Regions from separate parts of the Siniperca chuatsi genome. Here region 2 is linked to region 1. The links are chromatin contacts, called in public Hi-C maps. All regions are on one chromosome and are shown on one strand. The core of a region is the stretch at or near the end of the contact, and the rest is flanking DNA. Distances in the headings are between cores, read along the strand shown. Region 1 overlaps zfpm1 (zinc finger protein ZFPM1). Region 2 overlaps zfpm1 (zinc finger protein ZFPM1).

What was found. A called contact is a pair of places that touch in the nucleus more often than the background predicts.
Region 2: a Hi-C map of liver shows a contact between it and region 1, with 4 times the contacts expected there. The contact joins two enhancer-like sites. A contact is called at or near these places in 2 of 3 Hi-C or Micro-C datasets (liver and skeletal muscle).

The regions. Positions count from the first base shown.
Region 1 is chrLG4:26,757,832-26,765,474 of ASM2008510v1, reverse strand. All of the region lies in intron 1 of zfpm1 (zinc finger protein ZFPM1), which reads right to left. Among protein-coding and RNA genes, the nearest start is that of zfpm1, 5.0 kb to the right of the region's middle. Within about 2 kb of position 4,309, the one cell type or tissue checked has an H3K27ac peak away from gene starts, as active enhancers do. A contact at or near this core is called in liver, where this site is marked.
Region 2 is chrLG4:26,806,196-26,813,838 of ASM2008510v1, reverse strand. It overlaps zfpm1 (zinc finger protein ZFPM1), which reads right to left. Exons shown (of 4, transcript XM_044192345.1): 2 at 6,445-6,591. Among protein-coding and RNA genes, the nearest start is that of zc3h18, 25 kb to the left of the region's middle. Within about 2 kb of position 4,163, the one cell type or tissue checked has an H3K27ac peak away from gene starts, as active enhancers do. A contact at or near this core is called in liver, where this site is marked.

The DNA of each region.
Region 1 (7,643 bases), core at 3,060-5,559:
TAATTCACCACGAGGCCGTCCACTGGGTAAAGAGCAGGAAAGGGCAATAACTCATCCACACACCGAACACAAACGGTGTTTCCTCTGTAACCCTGCCCACTTCCCCCTTTGGTGTATCCAACCATACACACACACAAACACACACTCACTCTCCGTCACTGCTGCTCGGATAGCCACAATGCAAACACACACATTCAAGCAAAGAACCTAACACTGTTAACAAGAGCAGAAAGAAGACAGGCAAATCCACAAGGTATCTTGATCAAAAATGAGTTGAAATTGAAAATTGCTGCTTTTATGAGCTAATTTTGAAAGAATTCCAAATAGTTGAGAATAAGAGAAAAAGTCAAGTTCAATAATATGTAGGTCACATGACAAAGACATTATTGAACCATATGGACCATTAAGTGGATTTTCAGCTTTTCCAGCTTCAAAAACTGACGGCTTTCTTACAGAGATCCAATCAGGACTGCTTTGACTGCCCACTGAAAACTTGATCATTCTATGTTTTTAAAGTGTGCAGCTCTCACACCAAGCTATCTCATCGTGAGCATGACAAACATTGGCGTCTAATACCTAATCAGTCACCATCTAGCTAGTTTATTATCTGTTGGTAGAATCAACCCAGTGCGAGTCATCCTGCTGATGCTGTTACTTTCCTCTTTTTCCTTCCGCTCTTGCTTACTGTATGCTCTTCAAGTTTTACGCCTTTAACAGAAAAGAATATTGAAAAAGACATAAAAAATCTCCCTGAGATAATCATCGACGAACACCAAAATTTCCCAACATGTCTGCGTTATCTTACACAGAATCTGCAATGAGTAATACATGGTATTAATTTTAATTAAATTAATCAATGACAATGCTTGTTAGGGAGGAGAGAGAGAGAGAGACAAGGAGAGGAAAGAAGGAGGAGCAGGGGGGTTTGAATGAGCGAGAAAAGATTGAGGGAGAAAAGAAATGCATTCACACCTATCATCTAATTATACAACAACATTAATCCCATTAGGGCTGGAACTGATTGCCAGGGTCTGGACCCCGGCTGCTCCTGCCTGGGCCTGTTGTTATTGCAGTGGAGCCTCGGCTCCTGCCTGCTCCAGCCTGATAACAACTCTTATCACACTTGGCGATCTCTATCTGCACCGGAGATCAGGCCCCGCGGCTTATCGAAAGTTCACATCAAGCTAAAAGCAGAACAAAAAAAGAGAAGAAAAAAAATAAAACACAAGGGAAAGCCACCAAGGCGCTGCATGAGTCTTCTGGGTGTGTGTTTGTGTGTGTGCTTGGAATTTAGACATGCTTATGTGTTTTATTTTACTTTGGCTCACACAGAATGAATTAATCTCTCAATTGTGCGCCCATGTAACAATCATGTGACCCATGTCTGAGCCTTGTCAGACTACAGATAAAGAAAGAAACACAGTAACACATTCCTTTCACACAGCTGCGACACACTCAACTGGAACCTATCTCAAGTCATTTTAAAAATCTAAAAACACCTCTTCTATAAACTTTAAAGAAGTTTAACTGCTGTTTTATGAAAGAGAAGGAAGAGAAGAAGTAGAAGAAAAGGAAGAGGAGGAGGTCAGTGTGGTGATTTCCTTGTCTGGCCTCTGCAGGCGTTCTGGTTTGCTTTGAGCCGTGGGAGGCAGCATATTATTCATGCCGACCTCTGAGCTCTAGCACTGATGTCATAGGAACCAAGCTTTCTCACACACACACACACACACACACACAAACACACACACACACAAACCCCTACAGAAGGCCTAATCAGCAGTGTGGATCTGCAGGGTGTTATCTATCTACCATCAGCAGGCCTCCTTATCAGCCCCAAACATCTTTCACAGATGGGTCGGGGAACGGCTGGGCTGCCATTAAAAACACACTACAACACATTCATCTATGTATTCCACACACTTTTTGACTCTTTCTCTATCTCTTTCTACCCAATCTCTACCTCCACTCCCCCTCTTCTCGTCCTTCTTATCATCACACTTTTTTCCCCCCACTCTCACTCTGCTTTTCTCTTCTTTTAATTATCTAGAGATCCACCCCTAGCCAATCGCAAACAAAACCACTGACAGCAACGCAACAACACTGGGAAAATGGCATGCAACAGCCAGATGTAATTACAATGAGCCCTCCATCCTCCATCTCTCCTTCCATCTGCCCAAACTCCCATCTCTCTCTCTCCCTCTCTCTCTTTTGCTTTCTGCGATATCAGCAGCAGCAATCGCCGCCAAGTTTTATCATGTCTCCCATCTCAACCACCAAAATATAAGCCCAGGGATCCAGCCTCAGTGGGCTGCCTGCCTGCCTCCTATCTCTCCATCAAGGAGAGAAGCCTTATCAGGCTGAAAGATCACCAACCGTTGGCGAGGATGACGCACAAAGAGACACAGACAAATATCTATCTTCTGCACAAACACCCACTTCTCCTCCTCAACTATGGGCCTCCAGAAAGCCCTGAACTTAATCCATTGTTGTTGGGGGAAAAAATTGAAAAAGATATCCATGCTATGTTGTCTTAATGTATTGCTCTGTTGTGGGGGGGGTTATTGTCAGTTGTTGCTTTTCTGGTGGTATTTATAAAAGTTATTTCAGGTCAGAGAATCAGCGGGAAGAGCATCACTCCTCTAGAGCTGCATACTAACAAACTACATCACCTGGGTATAATGGATACATTTTTTTGGTGAAAGTGCAGATAAGATACCTGAGATTGGACTGATATCAAAACTGTACTTCCTAAAATAGTCTAAAATTGGCAAACTGTTTTTGAAATCAGGAACTTTCTGATAAAAGAATAAGTCAACAAGATTACAATTGCATTGTTTTTCTTCAACCCGTCAGCTTGCTTGACGAGCAGGTTTGCACAATGCAGTTGCCCATTACACCCTTCCCTGTGTAGGTTTGCAAAGATGTTTACGTGTATCTCTGCGGAAGCATAATTGAAGCTTTACTCACAACACAGTTGTGTTACCTTTCCCCATGATTTTGATGATCTATGGGGTCAAATCAAAAATACTTCCTCACATTACTTCTCGGGTGTTTGTTGTCTTGGTCATCCATTCAGCACAGCTCACTAGCATCCTCCATTTTGCATAAATGAAGAGAATAGCAATTGCCTAGTTTACTGGTAGGTCAATGGGGTCACAACAGATTATCACGCACCAGGGTACACAACGCGGTTTGCACTTATGCACTGCACTGTTTTATTTTAATTCCTTCTGTCTGTAGCCTCCCATGCATTTATAGTCTGATTGCACATTTTACTGGGGTTGGGCAGAACAGATCATGCTAAGACAGAGCTCAGAAGTGCAGTAAAAGCTTGTCTCCTTGTTGTAGGCTAATAAACAACCACATATGTGCATAGGGAATGCGTGGTTGAGTACAAGTGAGAGAGAGCGAGGAGCGATTGAGAGAGCGAGCGGCAGAAAAGTGGATGAATGGAGCAGAGCAGAGGAAAAGGTTAGCAGTAAATTGTCAATCTGGTTGTAAATGTACAGTGTTGGTTACAGTGTGTCAATTAATAAACGCTGCAGCTTCTCAAGATCAAGAAAAGTCTTCCAACTGCTGGAAAAGTGAAAGGGGTTAGCCCCGAAGCCCCGGTAACAACCCCGCCTACATTTTAGTAGGTAGTACTGTCTGCGGTGTAAACGCAAAACAGATCAATGATAATAATCTTAAAATAGCACGCGACCCCCCCCAACAGAATTGTCAATCGCCAATGGGTACAGCGCTCGATGGGTCGATGCATCTGTGCACACGATGACGCAAGCCTAGTCCGTTTCCAACGTTATGGGCTCACGCCCAAAATTTCTGTTTGCATAAGCTAAGTATGCAAACAAAAATGAAAACCAAAAATAGACTTAATTACAGCTCCAAACACACAGCCAAGAAAAGCGGATCAAGAAAAAAAAAACTAATTACAATAACTAAACAACTAATTGTACACTATCAAACCACATCAATGTGTGGTGTGAATCATTTTAAGAAAGGAAGTTAGAAGTGTTTTACTGTGATAATGAAACAACACTGTGACCTGGCTGGAATTTGTCGTATCAGTAACAGCGAGCAGCATGCTCAAAACAACATGGTGGACACACTGCATTAGTAGTAATAGTAGTAGTGGTAGAGATAGCACCAGCAGCCCCCACCTCCGCTGAACCCCCACACACCCCAGCCGAACAAAGTCCTTATCACTCCTCGCTCTTTCCTATCAAAATGTCTGCCAAATCACAAGAGAGTCATGGGGCTGAGAGCCTGGCTGGCCTCGACCGCAGCCGGGGCCTGGTGCACAGGGAAGCATAGTGGACCAGAAGCACTGATAAAGACGGCCATGACACCACTGAGACACACACATACACACACTCTCTCTCTCTCATACACGCCAAGTCTAGCCTAGGTTTATCAGCCTCAGGGTCTGGAATACATCTCCAGGCCTCGCTGCTGGCTTTACTGTAAGTGCCTACTGGGAGTTCACAGCTGATAGGCACTATGGAAACGTATGAAAAAACAGGAAGTGACAGACTATATAGACTACTTGCAGTGGCACACCAGAGTTTTTGGTATCATATTTTTTATTATTTTTTGATTAGAACGCTGTTCCTGTATTATAAAGCTTTTTTTTTACCTTTATTAGACATCTTCAAGTAACAAAACAAGCATTATCATTGTTAAACACACTTAACAATAATTCCAAGCAGAAAATTAACAAGGACAAAATAAAATTAAATAAAACTTAAAATTCAATTAAACATTAACTTAACTTTCATTTAAGGGGGTTTAATCTATGTATAACATAAGTAATTCAGATAATCTTAATGCATTCCTCTTTTCCAGTTTTTTTATGGATTTAAAGAAAATTTTCAAATAATTTTTAAATGCAACAAAAGTTGGAGTAACTTTAAAAAAAATCTACATTAATGGATATAAATGTACCTATAATCAAAATATTATTACACAAAAATTCAACATCTTTGTTATGCATTATAACACTAAACTTAACAATATGATATTCAAAAACCGGTATTATGTTCTTTGCAAGTAACCACTCATGCATTCTGTCCCAAAAAAGCTTTCACACCAGAGAACCTCATCAATAGAAATCCTTAATGGTAACCCAGCAGATATGCTTGAACACAATTGATGGCATCAATGAGTCCCGTGCTATTGGCGCAAACTATGGAAGAAAGCGAGCAGCTAGCAATAACTTTAAAGGTCCAGTGTGTAGGATTTAGTGGTGTTGAAATTGCAGATTGCAACCATTTGAATACCGCTCGCCTCACCCTCCCCTTCCAAGTGTGTAGGAGAAACTACGGTGGCCACGAAAAACACAAAAAACGTGTTTGGTTTGTCCGTTCTGGGCTACTGTAGAAACATGGCGGTGCAACATGGCGACCTCTGTGAAAGGGAACCCGCTCCCACTCTGTAGATAAAAACGGCTTATTCTAAGGTAATGAAAACACAATTCTTATTTTCAGGTGATTATACACTAATGAAAACATACTTAAATATTATATTCCGTTTCTGCCAATAGCTCCTCCTAAATGTTACACACTGGACCTTTAATTACATCCTCTAGTTAAGAATAAACACCTCATTGTCATGTGCAAAGAGCAAACAATAGCATTACATTTGTTAGTCCAGGTTAGCTAGCTAATGCTACTGACTAAACAGTTTGCAGAGGGCTGAACGATTTGAGGAAAATATCTGATTGTGATTTAAACTCAAAATATTTTCTACAATTTAAACTCCAGGTGTGTAGTCGTGGTCTAGATAGTTTTAAAACAAGATACGTTTGTACCAAGCATAATCACAAATAAAATGATCCTTGTTGCTGAGATCCTAAAAGGGTTCTTTTTCTTTAAACAGTCAGTCAGAGAAAAGTCAACTTCTGAGTAAACTTGGTTAGTTTTTCTATAGAAAAATGTACCAATTTAGCCTGCAGTCATTAATATATTATATTGGTGGTATACTTAACATTAGCTACTCAATACTGTCCGATGATAATGACGATCAAAAGTGGCATTATATATATTAGTAACAACTAAATGGTATGCCACTTATGGCAATAATAAAGTGTATTTATATACATAATTACTATTAAAATTTAAAAGTCACGTCTGACAATGTTTGATACTGGCCTGACAACCCATAATGATGCTGTTGACTTTAGCTGCTTAACCTAACGTTAATGTTAGCTTCATAGACTGACAGGGCAGACCGCTTCACAGCTCTGGATCCTGGAGGTGCTGATTCAGAGCTTTTAGGATGACAAGCTTAAACAACGATATCATGAGCGTGAAAGCTGTCATTTACACTCAACAACTACTGAGCTACTTGCTAGCTATCTGCCTGACATTGAAGTGAGGCAATCACCTAGATCATTTATGTAGAGCAAGACCCATCACTCTGTTGGAGTTTTTGAGCAGCAGAAAGACACAGCCAACCCTCCATTTTCATCACAGAGTGGTGTATCTTCTTCGATGAAACTATCTTTGGCAGAGCAATAATAGTACAAAAACCAGCATGCAGAGAGGCTATAAACCAGAAAACAAGAGTTTCATTCTGTAGTTTGACCAACTCATGGAATTAACTTTAATTAGCTACAGCGGAGTAAATTTGCCAAGGACAGCAAAATCAACTGACTAAAACCTTTCACCTCCTATAACTTATTGAGACATCGCTAATAATGTTAAATAAATAGTTAGGATTAAGATCAATTTTTGAAATTGTGATTTTCATATTAAAAAAAATGTAATTATAAAAATACATTGTTCAGCCATAGTTTGCAGGTTGCACAGCAACTTCTGAGCAACTTGGTGACATGATGTAATGCTCCTTGCTCCCTTTGACCTCTTGCTCTTAAAAACACAAACAATGCTCACAAGTGAGGTTTGCATTAGACCACGAAAAAAACAAAAAACAAAAGGTGATCACTGCCATTAGATGCAAAGAATACACGTGCTGTCACCAGAGCCAGGGTACTTAATCAGGGTATTTTGGTCAGAAATGCCAACTCATTAATATTATATAAAAAGGATGTGATACCATACAGCCTAAACTTACAAATATTGCTTTTCGGCACCAGGTTTCAGGGAACACAGTGACACAATCACTGATACCAAGATATTATTATTTGCTCAATGTGATAACTTACCAAACAAACTGCCCTGCTGAAGTCATGGTTTCCATTCCAGCTGTGGCTTCCAAATAGATACATGCACACTTTTCCCTTAATCTTTAATCTCCAGTATAAAGACATTAAATTTAGACTGAGACACTTCATCAGCTCAGAGTGCAACAGGCCTATCCTTTGGCCTCACAAAGCACAAGGCGGGGTTAATGACAACATCATTAATATGCTTTTATATCAACTTTGAACATCAGTCACGAGCGATAAACCTTCAGACGTTTTATAAACAGGAAGAAGTCGTCAAGCAAGGAGACCAGCCAAGCGCCAGATCAAGAAAAGGCCTTTCAAACAGCCCTAAGATGCATTATTGAGTTAAAAGGATAGATGAAAAAAAAAGATCCAATTGTAAGCTGCTATCAGCCGGAGAGATCAGCCAGGCGGCCTATCTGACGCCCCATCTCTGGAAAAGAGAAGTGAAAAGCCAGGGGGAAAATGCAACGGC
Region 2 (7,643 bases), core at 2,914-5,413, 49 kb before region 1:
CAGTACATATCTATCTCAGAATTCTCTAAAACAAACAATCTAAAGGGATCAAAAATGTTTATGTAAACTAATTAATATCAACCAACACATAAACAGATTTTTTAAACTCTCAAATATTGATATTGGCATCAGCCAAAATTCAGTATTGACCATGTTGTAATTTGGTTACTAAGTTTTAAAAGCTTTGTAGAGACTAGGGAGACGCCAAATTTTCAAGGTTTCGGTTTTGGACTATTTTTTGAAAATGACCACAATAGGCAAAAAGACAAGAGTCTAATCTATTGATACGTACAGTATATCATACAGTATATTACATGTTCACATCACGTTTTGGAGCAGTAGCAGCCCATCTTTCCAAGTTCTACATAGTGATAGCGTCACAAAGTCAGAACGGTGGGTGGTAAAAGGTTACAAAGCAGACCTGACCAGACATGTAATGCTAAAAGAGAAAGTTTAATTACTCATACTATGATGTGATAAAAACACACTTCGGAAAAGTATTTCATTAGTAAAACTGTGATACCAAAAAATAAAAAAGCCTCTCACCACGTGATCAATTTACTTACTGGATGGTAGCCTAAAAAATAACCACACTAAATATACTGACTTTTGCTGGGTGGAGTAGTTCTTTTCCCCTGAGGGTTTCTATTTATATTTAATAAAAGTGCATCCATTTTTTTTATGATGTTAGCAGAGGTGGTTTTTGTTTCAGGTGCTTTCTTGGTATATACTAATGCACCATCAAACTCTACTGTAGCACCATCATTACACTATCAAAATAATGTATTAAATGCATTTGCCTATATAATTTAGCATACAATATACAAAATATGTTGTTATGTGTTGGTTTAGACTTTTCTGTAATTGATACCAACATCATACCCAGGAATTCTAGGAAGACCCCTGTTGTGTCTCCATCCAGGCAAAAAGAAGGAATAATATGGCGAGATCTTGATTAATTGTCATAAAAGATTTAGTATCAGAGCTTGTTACGATTTTCTTTTAATATGTTCAGAGGTTTGACATACATGTAGTGTAGTTTCTGACTGGACAGTTTATTAAATAATACACTGATATGACACTTATATGACTAGAATGTAAAAGGTAGCTGACTTTGTGATAGCATTAACTTACTATTTCTATTGTTGAGTGTGTAGTTAAAATGTTTTTTTAGTGATGATGTGTAAAGAAAACACATGAGAAATGTTGTTGAAGAAAACATATAATATATATGCTGTGAAAACCCACAGTTGCAGAAAATTCCAGGTTTGGTTAAAAGACATTATCCTTCTAACCCTGTATATTTAAAAAGCTGTTAATCCACTTTCTCTCCTCATTTCTTCTGTCCTTTGTCCGGATCCCTGTCCTCCTCATCCTAACTTTTGCCCTTTTCTTCACTTCCTCCTTCCAAGCTCCTGTTTTGTGCTGCTCTCCCTCCCCTTTCCCAAATCCCACCCCGTCTTCAGCCTCCACCCTGATAACACCTCAGCTGTCTGCACAAAGCCCATGTTTACCCTTGCATTCCCGCTCCGATAAACAGCGATAGCGCCCAATCAATACCAGCCATAAATGCCCCACTACCACGTGACACCCTCACACTCTGCCGTTATTAATGTAACAGTTGAGAGATTGGATCTGCATCGTCAAATAAATCAACACGCACACACACACACACACAAAGAGAAGCAGATGCACTCATACACACACCATCCATTTTCATGTCACGTCCACCTTTCGACTTCATCCACACGCAAACACTCATACACAGCAATATACTGTACACACACTAAAGCAACCAGGCCTAAACGCACATGCACACACACACCTCCCCCCTGCCTAAACAGTGCCATTATTTTCAGCTATAAATCACATTGAATGGCACATTGATTTTATCCTGCAGGGGCTGAAGCGAGGGAGGGGAGCTAGAGACACAGTTATTGCGTTTAATATTATCAATATTATCTCCCATATCATCTCAGACAGGGAGGCAGGTATCAGGAGGAGTCGACAGACACTTTTCTGCCAAACCCCCTCCTCCCTCTCTCCCACCCCCCACCCCCACCCCACCCCATAGTGAGACAGTCTCCATCAATCTGATAAGCTGAACTTCCCCTGTCACACCTGCAGGGCAAAGTCACCCAACAATCTCGCCTTCTAACTTCTACAGCCCTCTATACATTTCTGTCTCTCTTTTTCTGATTTTAAAGCTGCCTTTTGTCTTTTGCATCTTTTCTTTACATATCTGTTCCCTCATATTTGAGGTTCAACATATGTGCTACAGTCTCCACATTGGTCAATATGAAGCTGAAAGGGAACTGGACAAAACCAAGGTATGGAGCCAAGTCTTGCACCTTGTTCACACCAGCTAGAGAAAGCAGAACGTTAGCAGCAGCTGCAGTCATCTGTCAGTGTCTACACTGCATCCATTCAGCCACAGAACTGCTACACACTGACAAGCATTTTGGCAAATCTCACACCCAATACACAGTCATTGAGGTGACGCACATACAGTAAGTCAGAAGAGAAATAAGTAGGTCGGAGCGTAAAACAGGCTGCACTTCGAGTCACACATAAAGCATGAGTAAAGCACAAGTTATTTACACATATTAATAAAAAGATTTGATTTTTTTTCATGGATCGATTAATGGTTTCCCCTATAAAAAAAGTCAGACAATAGTGAAAAACGCCTAGAGCCCAAGGTGAATGTGATTAATCGTTTAGTGTATAAAATGTCAAAAAAATTGTTAAAAATATCACCCATCACAAAAGGTGCCAATGTGGCTAAGGTGTTAAGGTACTGACCATGAACTGCAACGTCCCTGGTTCGAGTCCCACCAGGGACGATTGCTGCTCTCTCTCCCTCATTTCTTCTTATCTCTCTACTGTCTGTAATAAAGGGATAAAAAAGCGCCCCAAAAATACTAAAAAATGCCTTTCACAATTTCCCAGAGCCAAAGGTGACCTCCTTGAATTGCTCATTTTGTCCAAACACAAACCTGTTCAATTTACAGTGACATAAAACAGAGAAAAGCTGCAAATTTTCATTGGAGAAGCTGAAATGAGCAAATATTTATTTGTTCTTGATAAATTATTCAAACACCTGCTCAATCATCAAGATTGTCTGACGATTGACTAATCAATTAATCAACTAATCACAACAGCAGTACTGCATACGTATAGTCCATAACTGTCCATCATGATGATACCAGAAAAGTTTATAACCTTTGTAATTTGTCCATTTATGCATCACACAGAGTTTCTCTGTCACCACTGATCAGATTCTGATGAAAAAGAAAAAAAACTGGAGGTTTACAAAAATCATCCTGATTGGTCCAAACGAGGGCACGGCAATTAGAGGTCAAAAGGAGGTAACATACTGACTAATCAGCCCAGAAATGGATTTTATCAGGTTTCCTGTGATGTATAAGTATGATTGCCTTGTTATGATAAAAGAGCCTTCACTTGTTTCTGCGGGTCGCTGCAACTGTAGAGCAATTCTGAGAAGAGAGAGGGAAAAAAAACACCACAACAGAGAGAGACGTACTGAACAGATGCTCAAGTCTTCCTCAATAAAGTTGTGTGTATGTGCATGTGTGTGTCGATCCATTGTATCAGCATTAATATACTAACTCACTCTGTCAGGTGGAGGAGGTGGCTGTGATGGATAGAACAGAGTGCTTGGTCCAGTTACTGGTAGAATGTGTTTTTCTTGCTAAAGTTATCAGAGTGGTTATCAGTCTCTCTCTCTCTCTCTCTCTCTCTCTCTCTCTCCCCCCCTCCCTCTCTCTCTCCCACCCCCCCTCTCCCAGATGGTGGATAAGAGGCCTTGCCTTTATTAGCCAGCGCTGGCCAGATAAAGACCTGGTATTGATCCCAGGTTGAAAGAGCAGGTTCGTCAAACATGGCTGATTTACAGAGAACTGATAATGGCAGCACTGGGCAACTGAGGAACCCCAGAGAAGAGAGAGAGAGAGGAGTAAATCAACAGTGTGATGGGGAGGGGTGTGTGGGAGGAGGGAGGGGACAGGGGGAAGCTAAGCACACACACACAAATAAAGAAACAAAGACGCCAAGTCAGTTTGCTATCGACAAAGTTGCTCAAATGTGCAGTCTGTTTGAGTTCTCTCATCTTCTTCTTCTTCTTATACAATCTAATACACACATAACCCACTTCTCACCTCAAACACACACACAGTCACACACACACACACACTATAGCTAATCTCTAATCTCGTCTCGATTAGCACCTGACAGAATTTCCATGGGTTTATCAAACCAAGCCAACCAACAGACGCTTATCACTTCTAGCCCCAAAATTTCACAAGAGCAGGAATTTTTGAGATTAAAAAAACACCGCTAGTGAAATCTTGAATAAGTCAAAAGAATATGACTGGAAACTCTGCTATCACCCCGTACAAGGGTAGCTCGGTATAAGAGGTGCATGAGGGGGCAGATTCACTGGAGCCAAGATTGAACCCTGAGAATTTTTTATTTTATTTATTCGTTTAACACAATAGAGATAAAAGAGTGATACATGTGGAAAGCTGCAACCTCATAATGGTTCTTCAGTATTTTTGAGTTGTCTCTGGGTGACGTTAACTGTCTCCTGACAGATAACAGGACGTCAGTTGATGAAAGAAAGACTTCAAGTCTTGATGGGGATATAAATCTGGTAATAACCACTAATAACTGCCGGTAAACATCTGGAATTATTATTTAAAAGGGTTCTTTTTGCTGCATGTTGTCAGTGCATGGCTATCATTATAGTCAGTGTGATACAGTGTAATAATCAAACAGTGTAATAATGGTGAAACATTTTGATATCTTCCTGATTATATAGTAAAAGAGTGTGAGCACAGATGTCTGCAAGTTATTTGGTCAGTTTACCGACACACTGTCAACAGTTTTTAAGGACTATTTCCTTGGTGGAAAATATTTCCAGTGAAAATAGGTCACAGTAAAGGTCTGTGGACTATCCAGTATACAGTAAGTGCACAGTCAAATTTAGACAGTGGTCCAGCAAATTTATTTGCGTGTCCTTGCAAAATACGTAGGGCATGAAGCTTTGTGACGTAGTGACTATTTGAGCTCTCAGCTGCAGAACAAACATACATTAACACAGTTCATTCAAGAGGGAAAAATGCCACACACACAAAAAAAAAAATCACTGGATACAGCTTGTCGGCTATGAATAATTGCTGGTTTGATTAGTGGTCTATGACAGTAAACTGATTATATTTGGGTTTTGGGCAAAACAAGCAATTTGTGACATTTTATAGACCAAATGATTAATCAAGAGAATAACTGGCAGATTAATCAATAATTGAACTAATTGTTGGAAAGACTTTTTTATAAGTGTAATTTTACAAAACTTTAAGCAGTGGATTGTTCTTTTTTCCAGCCAGCAGTCACATTTTAGCAGCAGGTATCTTTTTTGCTGGACCCATTTTAGAGTTTCAAAGTCTTCATGAGAAGTACTATCAATCTTTAAAGCAGCTACAAGGAACTTTCATTCTGTGTTGATTTTGGCGGCCCCTGTGGACTAAAGCGGTAGTGTTTCCACCGCCTCGTGCAGATTATGATCTGGCTAGTGCATGCATTTGTTTTGCAAGCGAGTGAAAGAACGACGCAACTTATTTTTAATACTAATATGCCAGAGAAACAAAGTAAACCGTTCAAAGTACCGTTCATACACCTACCCTAGGTTACATGTAAGCCTACAACTAACAGATTCAGTTGCTTGGTAAGAGTAATTTTGTTGAGGAAGCTAAAGTTATCAACATTCCCTAGTCATGGTATGTCTTCATAATAATAAGCTAACATCAAGATATAGCTCGGTAGCAAGTCCAACATAAAATGTTACGTTATAAGCCAGTTGTATTACAGTACTGCATATTTCATACTTGTCTAGGAGGAAGAGGGCCAGTTCAGGATCAGTTTTGAATCCTTTCAAATCCCACAATTCTCTTCATCTGTTGAATGACCGACCAAGGTTGACTCGTGTTTTCGCCCGTGCTCTATCACTGTCCCTTTTTCTCTTTGCTGATCCTGCCCCAGTATCGGCCATAGGGACAAAATACAACGTCAAAAATAAAATTCTCTAAAGAGAATCTTTAAATCTCCTCCTGCTTCCTTGTAACTGGCTAACGTACCACTCACTGTGGAACTTTGCGTCAGAAAATGTGAACGTAGGCTCTTCCATGTGCCGTAAATCATTTAGTCTGATTTTACAGGAAATCGGACCTGGCATCAAGAATAACTATATAGAAAGAGCCAATCTTCTCGCTGATGGTCTCGTTTGCTTATGTAGGTCATATAGAGGCATCAGTATTAAACACAACTGTTGCTCATTTTGTTCTTTACCTTCTTTTTTTAATTGATTCTTGTGCTAATATCTTTTGTTGGATTTTTGACTCTTATATCTGGCTTTCTTCCTCTTCTCACCTTCGTTGCACAGTGATGTGTATGGTGGGGGGCTGGAGCTATCACCCTCTGCTGAATCATCTGGGTCCGAGGCTCCTCCTTCCTCTCCTGATAGGCTGAGGTTGTCCGGTGTGTTTTCCTCACCGCTGTCTAGATCCCCGAGGGAACCTGCAGGAGGAAGACGGGGGAAAAACAACTGAATCTGTACTTATATCGATCAAATCCACTGTATTCTGTTTGGACTTGATACCTGTAACATCTGAAAAACTGGACCTGATTCTGACGGAATTTGAAAAAAGAAGAAAAAAATAAAAATATTGCCATCTGGATGGATGAAGAGTTTAATTAAAGAAGACAATAGCAGATCAGAGCCACATTGCAGTTTGAATATTTATAGAATTATAGTAGAGTACCACCAAAAAAATAGAGCTCCATAAAGTACAGAACTCTAGAAATCTCTGTCTGCGGACACAATCACAGAATAATATTACTCGTTAAGTCTGCAGAAGGCAAGGATTTGAGTTTAATTGTCATCCCATGGGCCTTGAGTCTAAACGGACTGGTCCAGGAGAGGTAAAAATTAAAGGAAGTGAGATTGTTAAACAAGCTACTTATGATTGTATGTACTGTAGAAGGGAGGAAAAATACCCTTAAACACAATGATCCATTTTTTTTTTAACTGGACTCATTCAAAAACGGTTTCAAGAATTGGACACGCTGAACGGTCTAATCCAGAAGATTAATAGCAAGAAGCCAAGGGGGACCTTAAAGCCAAATTACAGTATACCTAAAAATGTAGCTAAAAGAGTATTAGTGCAGGGCTGATCTGTATCAATTACAGTTTCATAATCCCTGCTGACCATAGTAATTATACAGTACTTTTGATCTATTTTAGCCTGTTTGAAGATTACACCCCAAAAAATGTGAGTCAGTTAATATGGATTTAATGTGACTTTTTTGTCAAATTGCTTCATTAATAATACTCCTTCTATAAGATGGATACACCAGGCTGCTTTAATGGTACATTAAGAGCTCGAAGCCTTGAAATATACTGTCATATTTATTGGCTGTCTTTCTGTAACACTGAGTTATAGTTATTAGTGTTTCAAGGCTTGATGATTATAAAAGGCAGTTTCTATTATGTTCATCTGCATCAGATGACATGCCTCATTCTCAGTTCCCGAGACGATACCATGATATAATTATTAATTCAGGGTAAC